2 separate regions of the Bombyx mori genome follow, and region 1 is linked to region 2. A link is a contact called in public Hi-C data. All regions are on one chromosome and are shown on one strand. The core of a region is the stretch at or near the end of the contact, and the rest is flanking DNA. Distances in the headings are between cores, read along the strand shown. Region 1 holds the start of LOC101737923 (UBA-like domain-containing protein 1). Region 2 holds the start of LOC101742952.

What was found. A called contact is a pair of places that touch in the nucleus more often than the background predicts.
Region 1: a contact with region 2 is called in a Hi-C map of posterior silk gland, with 2.2 times the contacts expected there. The contact joins the promoter of LOC101737923 here to the promoter of LOC101742952 in region 2. A contact is called at or near these places in 2 of 7 Hi-C or Micro-C datasets (middle silk gland and posterior silk gland).

What each region holds. Positions count from the first base shown.
Region 1 is chr11:12,396,160-12,400,762 of ASM3026992v2, forward strand. LOC101737923 (UBA-like domain-containing protein 1) reads right to left here and starts at 1,440. Exons shown (of 4, transcript XM_004931422.5): 1 at 889-1,440. The coding sequence starts at 999. LOC101737790 (sodium/hydrogen exchanger 8) reads left to right here. Exons shown (of 7, transcript XM_062671186.1): 2 at 3,747-3,903. The coding sequence starts at 3,752.
Region 2 is chr11:11,779,355-11,783,772 of ASM3026992v2, forward strand. LOC101742952 reads left to right here and starts at 1,787. Exons shown (of 5, transcript XM_012694959.4): 1 at 1,787-4,235. The coding sequence starts at 2,103.

The sequences.
Region 1 (4,603 bases), core at 190-2,689, 620 kb after region 2:
ATTTTCTACCCATCTTCCACTGAGCCCATTATTTATATGAGACAACCTTGTTTAACACTGTTTCATATTATGCTCTAGTTTGGTGGAAAACGTAACTCTGCATTAAGCTGGGTCTTACTGTATGTCACTTTCATCTGCTGGCGTGAATTGTAAGACTGTAAGCATGGTTTTCACCATCCTTACTATCATTTGTTGTGAAGCAATTATGTCTATGGGCTCTGGTTATCAGACTACATGTGTACTTCTGTAAAATGTGACATTTCTAATCTATATGAGAAGAGAAGCTGCAATGTAGAATGTACGTCTAATGAATGCTGATCATACTTCACTGTAATGATAACAAAATATTTAGAATTCAAACATAATTATGCTAACTATTCAACTAAAACCTAATTTGCATGTAAAACACCAAACAGAACTAGTCATGAAATTTTTTATATACATTGATTATTTTTACGTTTAGTTTCAAAATTAAGCCATATTTTATGTCTCTTGCGAAATTAAATTATCCTATTGAAACATTTTAATCAATTTCAAATTTATGTATAATATTTTTTAAATAAATAGCGCAGACAATGTAATGTAACACCTTAGCAATTGCGTGTAACTTCATCAATATCAACATGTCAAAATGAAAAAATAGACAAACTTAGATGATGTACAATAAGACTGCCATGTGATTATCGTTATTTATTACTTAATAACAAAGTATTTATCATTTAACTATATAACTCAATAAGTTAGAAAATTACGCAATATAATAGATATTAACTGAAACGATCACACAGAGAAAACCTATGGTAAACTTTGAAGGCTATTTTATAAATCAAAATAGTGGAGCAGCCATTTCATGTACATACTGTTTGTTTACATAAATATAATATTCACCTCAAATTGCCAGTGAGCCGCTTGTAACAATTGTTTAGCTTGTTCTTGAGCACAGCCTGCGGCCAATACAAATTGATTTATCATTACTTGCTCTCTTAAAGTTGAATCCATTTTAGTTTTTGTGAACTAAAAATATAAAGTCTGTCCGGTCTGCTCGATCAAGAAATAACAAATAAACTGAATTATAAAAAAAAATTATGACTACGATCAGCTCTTTGTCAGGCCCATTAAAATTTTCTTAAGAGCGAAAGAGATACAAGCAAAAGTTTACCAACTTTCAATGTACAGTTTGATTTGGTTGCTTAATCCGTTGTTTTCCATGCAGTTTGTGCCAGTAAGCATTATTTTATAAGAATTTCATGGCCTGGATTCTAGTCTTTTAGCCTGCATTCTTAAACACTTTGTCTATATGAAAAATTTATCGGAGCCGTTTTTTCATCGATTACACTTAAATTGATCAACTTTTCACTGTATTTTTTAAAGAAATTTATGTGGTTTTGAATTTTGAAAGGGTAACATTGACTTATAAAATATAAGAAGTGAACGTATTGTAGATTATTTTAGTATACATTTGTCAGTATTTTTTTTATGACTTTAGTCAGTTAAACAGCAGTATGAATTTATGCTATGTTTACTGGGGCTTAGTCTCAAATTTGGGATTTTTGGCGTTTGAAAATTGAAACTATTTATTTCACCTTTTAGAAAAATCTTTGTTGTAACATGAAAATATTAAAAATTTTGAAGAAATACAACTTTACTTATCAAATCTACATTGACAGCCCAGGTATATAACTTTCGCCTTACAATTTTTGGTTTTCCCTATAAACATTTAAATTTATTGATATGTGGCGCCTTTTAAGTTTTGCTACAACCAGTATTACACACAGTGTTGTGATCTGTGGTAGAGTCAAAACACCCGCAAAAATTAAATCACGTTTATACTCCGGCGCTCCCAATATTTAAATCATAATATGTTGTAACTATATGAACATGGACGTGGTCCTCCCATAGGTACCCCCAAATATTATCATCATCATTATCTTTAGTCCACGGACGTCCACTGCGAGACATTGACCTCTTCCAAGGTTTGCCAGAATTATAGAAGTCGAAGTGGTAGTGGGGCAGTACAATGAATACACATATAGTTTTTTAAAATACGAGTTTAATATTGTGATTTAGATAGAATACGCTTGGAAAATAGCTTGCCAATTTCCCCCAATTTGTGATTCTGGGCTACAACAGTGTCACAGTACACCTAGTAAATTAATAGCTATTACATTATTTAATCGTCCATTTTTTATTAGGTGTATTTTATTATCTATGGTTTAAGTGACAGTTGACAGTGCAGAAATATTTAAAACCCGTTAATGTCTATAGTCTATAAATTGTTGTAAACCTCGGCGAGGTAATAATAAAATTCAATACCGTCTACATACAAAAAACAATTTAACACAGCATTTAATTAAACAACAATATTTTGATAGTACATTAAAGAAGTTTAAAATTATAAATCTACTTACTTACTGACTAATGTATTTAGTGCAAATAGTGCTTTTATTTTCATCGAAAAACTAATGCCATATATCATGTTATTCATTACGAAAAAAATGTATTGGTGTGCAGGAATAATAACGTTATTAAGTGCCTCTGTGGTTGCAAGTGTTGAAACAAATACTCCAAACAAAAACAGTGAAAGTAAAAATTATTCAATTCTTGTGGACAAGAGCAATAACTATTACGAGATTTTATCAAGGCCAAAAAGGCTTAGTGAGCGGAACCTTTCTAGTACTAGTGAAATAAGTATGAATGTTAATCAAACAGTCGATTCAACAACTCCAAGTTCAACCGAAAAATCGAATATAGTTTACGAAATAGGACCATCAAATTCTTCAATACTGGCAGTAGTTCAAGTTAATGCTTCGGCTGCGACACCCAATGCCTCTGTTAATCCATCAGACGCTGCTCCTCTTCCAGAAAAAAGCTCAGCTGAAGATGAACATAATAGCTCAATGGCAATATTTTTCGTACTCTGTATTTTGGCCTTAGGTATACTGTTAATACATTTAATGTTACAAACAGGATTTTCTTATCTCCCTGAAAGTGTGGTTATAGTATTTCTTGGTGCTCTCATTGGAATGATAATAAATCTTATGTCGATAAAAAATATTGCCAATTGGAGAAAGGAAGAAGCATTTTCACCAACAGCTTTCTTTTTAGTGTTGCTACCACCCATCATATTTGAATCGGGTTATAATCTCCACAAAGGCAACTTTTTTCAAAATATTGGTTCAATATTGTTATTTGCTATCGTAGGAACTGCAATATCAGCATTTGTAATTGGAGCTGGTATCTACTTATTGGGTTTGGCTCAGGTTGTATATAAACTTAGCTTTGTTGAGTCATTTGCTTTTGGATCCCTGATATCTGCTGTGGATCCAGTCGCCACTGTGGCTATATTTCACGCTCTAGATGTTGACCCAGTTCTCAACATGTTGGTATTTGGGGAGAGTATATTAAATGATGCTGTGGCTATTGTGTTGACAACAGCCGTTCTGGATTCCAATGACCCTTTCATGTCTACAGGAGAGGCAATTCTCTCTGCAATTAATCGATTTTGGTTAATGTTCTTTGCATCAGCTGGCATTGGTGTACTTTTTGCACTTGTGAGTGCCTTACTCTTGAAACATGTTGATCTCAGAAAGAATCCATCTCTTGAGTTTGGAATGATGTTGGTATTCACATATGCTCCTTATGTGTTAGCTGAAGGCATTCACTTGTCAGGTATGAGTTAAATTCAGTTCTTTAATTTTAAACAGAGTTGTAACTCATATTTTTCAGTAACAGGATTTTGTTTTCAGGGATTATGGCTATACTGTTTTGTGGTATTGTGATGTCTCATTACACTCATTTTAATTTATCCACAATTACTCAAGTTACAATGCAACAAACAATGAGAACTCTTGCATTCATCGCGGAAACATGTGTTTTTGCATATTTAGGACTTGCTCTATTCAGGTATGTGTATACATTTATATCTACAGTGAATTCATTTATCTTCTGTATTGTTAAATGATGTAGCATTAGGTTTTAACAAAAAAAGGAAATGCTTCCTATATTAGTACCAAATATATTAGTAATAAAAATTATGAATTCTGAACTATGTTAAAATTGCCATAAGTTAAAATAAGTTTGTGTTAAAATCAATATCAACATTTGACCGATAATTGAATTTATTGTGAAATAAATTTTTAATATTGCTTTTGCTAGCATAGGTTTCAGCAGTAGGCAGCCATGATAAGGAAAAAATATTCATTTTAGTAATAATAAATTAAATTCCAAAAGAAAGCTTCTAGCTTAAATAATTAAAAGGCCTTATCTAGGAAAATATAAATTTTATGTCAGACTAGCGACCCGCCCTCGCTTTGCTTCGGAAACATTAAATTTTATTATTGATAGGCGAAGCCCACCAAGTTGCGCGCGGTACGACAATAACTGCGGGTGACGCCGCGGGGCGAAACTAGTCCAAAAAAAGTAGCCTAAGTTACTTCTTATATCATCAGCTACCTATTAGTGAAAGTCTCATCAAAATCGGTCCAGCCAGCCGTTCCAGAGATTAGCGGAACAAATAGACAGACAGACAAAAATTGTAAAAAATGTTATTTTGGTGTATGTACCGTATATATATTCATATGCATGTAGTAAAAAGCGGTTATTT
Region 2 (4,418 bases), core at 537-3,036:
TGCTTTGGAAACCATCCCGACTCGAGGCAGGCTTCAAAGAGCCGCACGAGCCGGTCCCCAAGGGCACCGAAGGCCAAATCCCAAACCCGACCGTGAACACCGTCAGGGCCGGGGGCCGCGTCTTTCCTCCGCATCCTCGACACGGCCGCACGAATCTCCTCCTCCGAGATGCTCGGAGGGACCACCTCAGCAGGGGCATCACCGCCCACGTCATTGCGTGGCGGCACGCCCATGAAGGGGGGCTCGAAGTCCCTCTCCATCCGCGGGAACAGCCCGGAGACAATATCCCGCAGCTGCTGAGGCTGGAGACGCTCCGTCACCGGGAGCGTCCACGGTCGCAATTTCTTGCGTACCGTCTGGTACGGGCGCCCCCAGGGATCCTGATCGAGCGTCTCCAGGAGCGTCTTCATGCTCTGAGACTTGGCCTCGCCGATGGCCCGCCGCAGAGCCTCCTGCTTCTCACGGCAGTCGGCATGCAGGCGGGCCGCCACCTCCGCGAAATCTGTATCGCGAAGACGGCGACGGCGGTGGCGGGCGCTTCGGCGGCGTGCCCGCACGCACTCCTCTCTGAGGAGTGCGATCGCGGGCGTCCACCAATACGCACCGCCACGTGAAGCGCGACCGCTGACCCGGGGCATCGCAGCATCGCAGACGCGACGCATCGTACCCCGGAACCAGTCGGCCTCCAACTCCACGTCCACTAGACGCGCGGGCATCGGCGCCCACGCGGCCACAGTGGCCGCCTCCACCGCGAGCACCTTATTCAGGCGCTTCAGTGCCCATCGCGGGAATAATCGGGGGGTACTACGCGGGAGCTCCTCCTCGCCGCGGGCGTCTTCGGCCGGCGCGTTCAACGAGGTGGAAACGGAGAGCTCGAATCGGACAAACCGATGGTCCGAGAGCGTCTCCGCCCCCTCGAGGACACGCCAGCCACGGACACGGCGCGCGGCGGACGGAGACGCGAACGACACGTCCACGTGTGATTCCCCGTTCCACCGCACGCAGGTCGCGACCGAACCTCTGTTTAGAAGACAGAGGCCGGTCGCGAAGGCCCACTCCGACAGGAACTCGCCACGCGAGTCCGTGCGGGGGGAGCCCCACGCTGTGCATTTAGCATTGAGGTCCCCCGCTAACGGTTTTTATCACCTAGGTACGTTCAAGACTCAACTTATTTCTTTGGTTGAGCAGTGACTATTTAATTGGAACTATGTTAAAATTCAATCTGAAGTTCGATTTTGTCCCTATTTACCCCATTTTACGGTACCTAGTAGTAGTTTTATTTTTCCAACTGAGAAGGCAAAGGTATAATACCATAAAGTCTCTTTCTGGTCGTTCCCTCAATGCTGAGGATCGTAACTGTATGTCAATCTTCTCCACTAGGTCCGGTTCTGCGTCATATGTACCGCTCCTTGTATCTGGCCTCCAGTAGCCTCCTTGAGTTGGTCCACCCAAAATAATCCACCTAAAAGTCCACCTAAAATTAGATCCATACAGCCTATTCTTTTATATATAATGCATTTTATATGAAAAATTATATTATGAAAAAAAGTTGATTAATTTAATTAATATGAAACATGGCATGAAATGAAATTAAATGAGATGAAATGATATGGGATGAAATATAATCTCAGTAAAATGGTTTTGGCGGTAAAAAGGCCTCGTGTCACAGACTATATCCTTTTTCCCACATCTCGTGCGTTCCGGCTTACGCATAATAAAACGCCACATGGTGGACATTTACTGAAATTAAAATAAGACATGACTTAATGGTCTTAGTTACCAGGTCATAAAATCCCATAAAAATCTATTTTGTTTTATCTGTCTCCACTTTTTATGTTTTTCAATGGACGAAATAGACAAGTTAAAGTAGATAAACGACGCGTACTTGACTTGGTGCGACTGAATATATTTAAGTTAGACACTTATAAACCAATGTTATTTTCTTAAAAGTCAAAATGATAAATAGTTATGACAGATTACTTAAATCGTAAAGCCTAAACCGTAAACTTCATCAATTACCATTTAATTTTATGGAGGTTACCATCTAACGTAGCGCAAATATAAACTTTTCAATAGTATTTCGGGCTATCTCCAACTGCGAAATGGATGTCGTGGAAAACTCTGTGTGTTCTACTGTAGAAGATAACGAAAAGATTAAAAACACTAATACAGATAGAGAAGAGATCGTCCAAACTTCGGGAGGATCTAATGTGTGTCAGAAAACGAACGGCGTCGCTGAGACCGACGAGTCCGCTGTAGATTGTTCAGTTCCTGCAGAGGTTTTAGAAATCGCTGTGATTAACCCAGACATTGAAGTTCAATGTGAAAATAATCAAGATGAAGTCATTCCAGAGCCTGGCAATTCAGAATCAGTCATCAATGACACAAGTGCTTCAGACATAATACCATGCGAATGTGATCCTGCACCAGTAGTAGCTGCTGCTATTCCTACAGATACAGATTCCAATGAAAATAATGTTGAAAAGTCACTTTCTGAAGTACTGGATCAAGAAGTAGAGAGCACAGTTGAACTGGAGAGTGTGGTAGATATAGGCTCTGACAGGGTCGCTTTTGAGACTGAGATCCTAGTTGAAGAAAATGTAAATGATTCAAATGAATCTAAGATTGATGAAATTGTTAAATTAAGACAGGGAACACCTGACCTTTTGAATGAATTAGATCAAAATATTGAATTTAGTGAAGCATTACGCTCAACTGACATTACTGGAAATGGAGTCAATAATAATACTACACCTGTAGAAGAAGTATATAATAAAAAAGAGTTATTGGATATTTTGAAGGGTAATGATGCTGAAGAATGTAAACCTGTCATCACTCGTGTCAGTGTAGATAAATTGACTGAAACAGAAAAAGCCCTTCAACAACTGTCACGTCTTAAGAAGCAAAAAAAAACTAAAAGTAATGTGAAAGTATCAATCAGGTGCAAGAGTGAACGCAAAGAAATAGTTGCTAAAAAAGAACCAGAGGTAAAAAAAGAATACAGTATAGTCAAAGCCCTTGTTAAAGATTGGGATGATGAAGAACCACCCGAAGGTGAACAGTTAAATCAAATAATAAAAGAGAATCAAAGTTTAGATGTGGAGCCCCAAGATATTGTAGTCATTGAGGAAGAGGAAACCAAACAAAACCAAACTGTGTTACGAACATCAGTTGATTCTGCTGAAGAGACCACAAATCTTAATCCCAGCAAGAGTGGTGATGAAAATTCTGCACAACCTCAACGTAGACTAAGCAGAATCATTAAGAAAAAAGTTATTTTTGATCCTGACAATCCAGACACATTTACAAAAGTTAAATCATTATCTAAAAACAAAGAATTGTCAGCTGATAAAGATCAAATTGTTGTTAAAAAACCGAAAATGGATATTGTATACTCTAGACCAAAGTCTAAATCTCCAGTTTCTAAAATGCAATGGAAAAAGCCATCTTCTAAAAATAGCAAACAATGTAAGAGGCTGTCAGAAGTTGATAAATTATTAATGGATGAAGGTGCAGTTAACATGATTTATCAACTGACTCCTGAAGCACCTAAAGGCAAAAAAAACATGAAAACAAAAGCAGAATTCATTAAGAAAATACAGAGTACTACTCCTGACTCTAAGGAAATGAAGTTTAGAGAAAGAAAAAAAGAATTGAAAGGAGAAGTAGGTGAAGCCAAGAAGATATTAGGTGGCAAATATAGGAGTTCAATCGGCAGTTCAGTCAAATCTCCTTCAATGAATGAAGATTTTGAAGCACACAGTGCTGACGATTCCATTATTTATCGCCGACACTCATCTAGCTCTTACTCAAGTTCGTGTATGAGCCCTCGGAGACTTAGTGACGTTGAGGGAAGTGTTATACAAGTTACAACAAGCCATTCAATGCTGCAACACACTGAAACTGAGACGCAACCAAATAATGATGCAGAAAGCAAAAACTCTGTCTCTGAACCATTCTTAGAAGATCAAAATGTCATTCCAAAACAAATAAATAAAGATGATTGTTTGTCAATTAAAGAAAAACTAAATACCAAATTGTCCCTTGCTTTGAATAAGAGAAAAAGAGAAATTGTTAAAACGGAGAAACCGAGTAAACAAAGAAAAACTATAAAAAGTCAAGAGAAAGTCATAAACAGGGAAATAGTCCATAGCTTTAAGTATGTCTCTGTTCAAATTGATCAGAGATTTGGTGAAATATGTATCCTTGATTCCGGGACCAATTTTAATATAGAGGTAAACATTTATCATAGACTACTTTATATATATATAAACCTTAATATGAAATTCGCTATATAATTTGCCCTTCCTTTCTAATAACAAAAATACATTAAAATCTAATATGTTTTATGAAAGTCCTTGAAAGGCTTGTAGAGAGTATTAAGCAGTAGGCAGCGGCTTGGCTTTGCCCCTGGCATT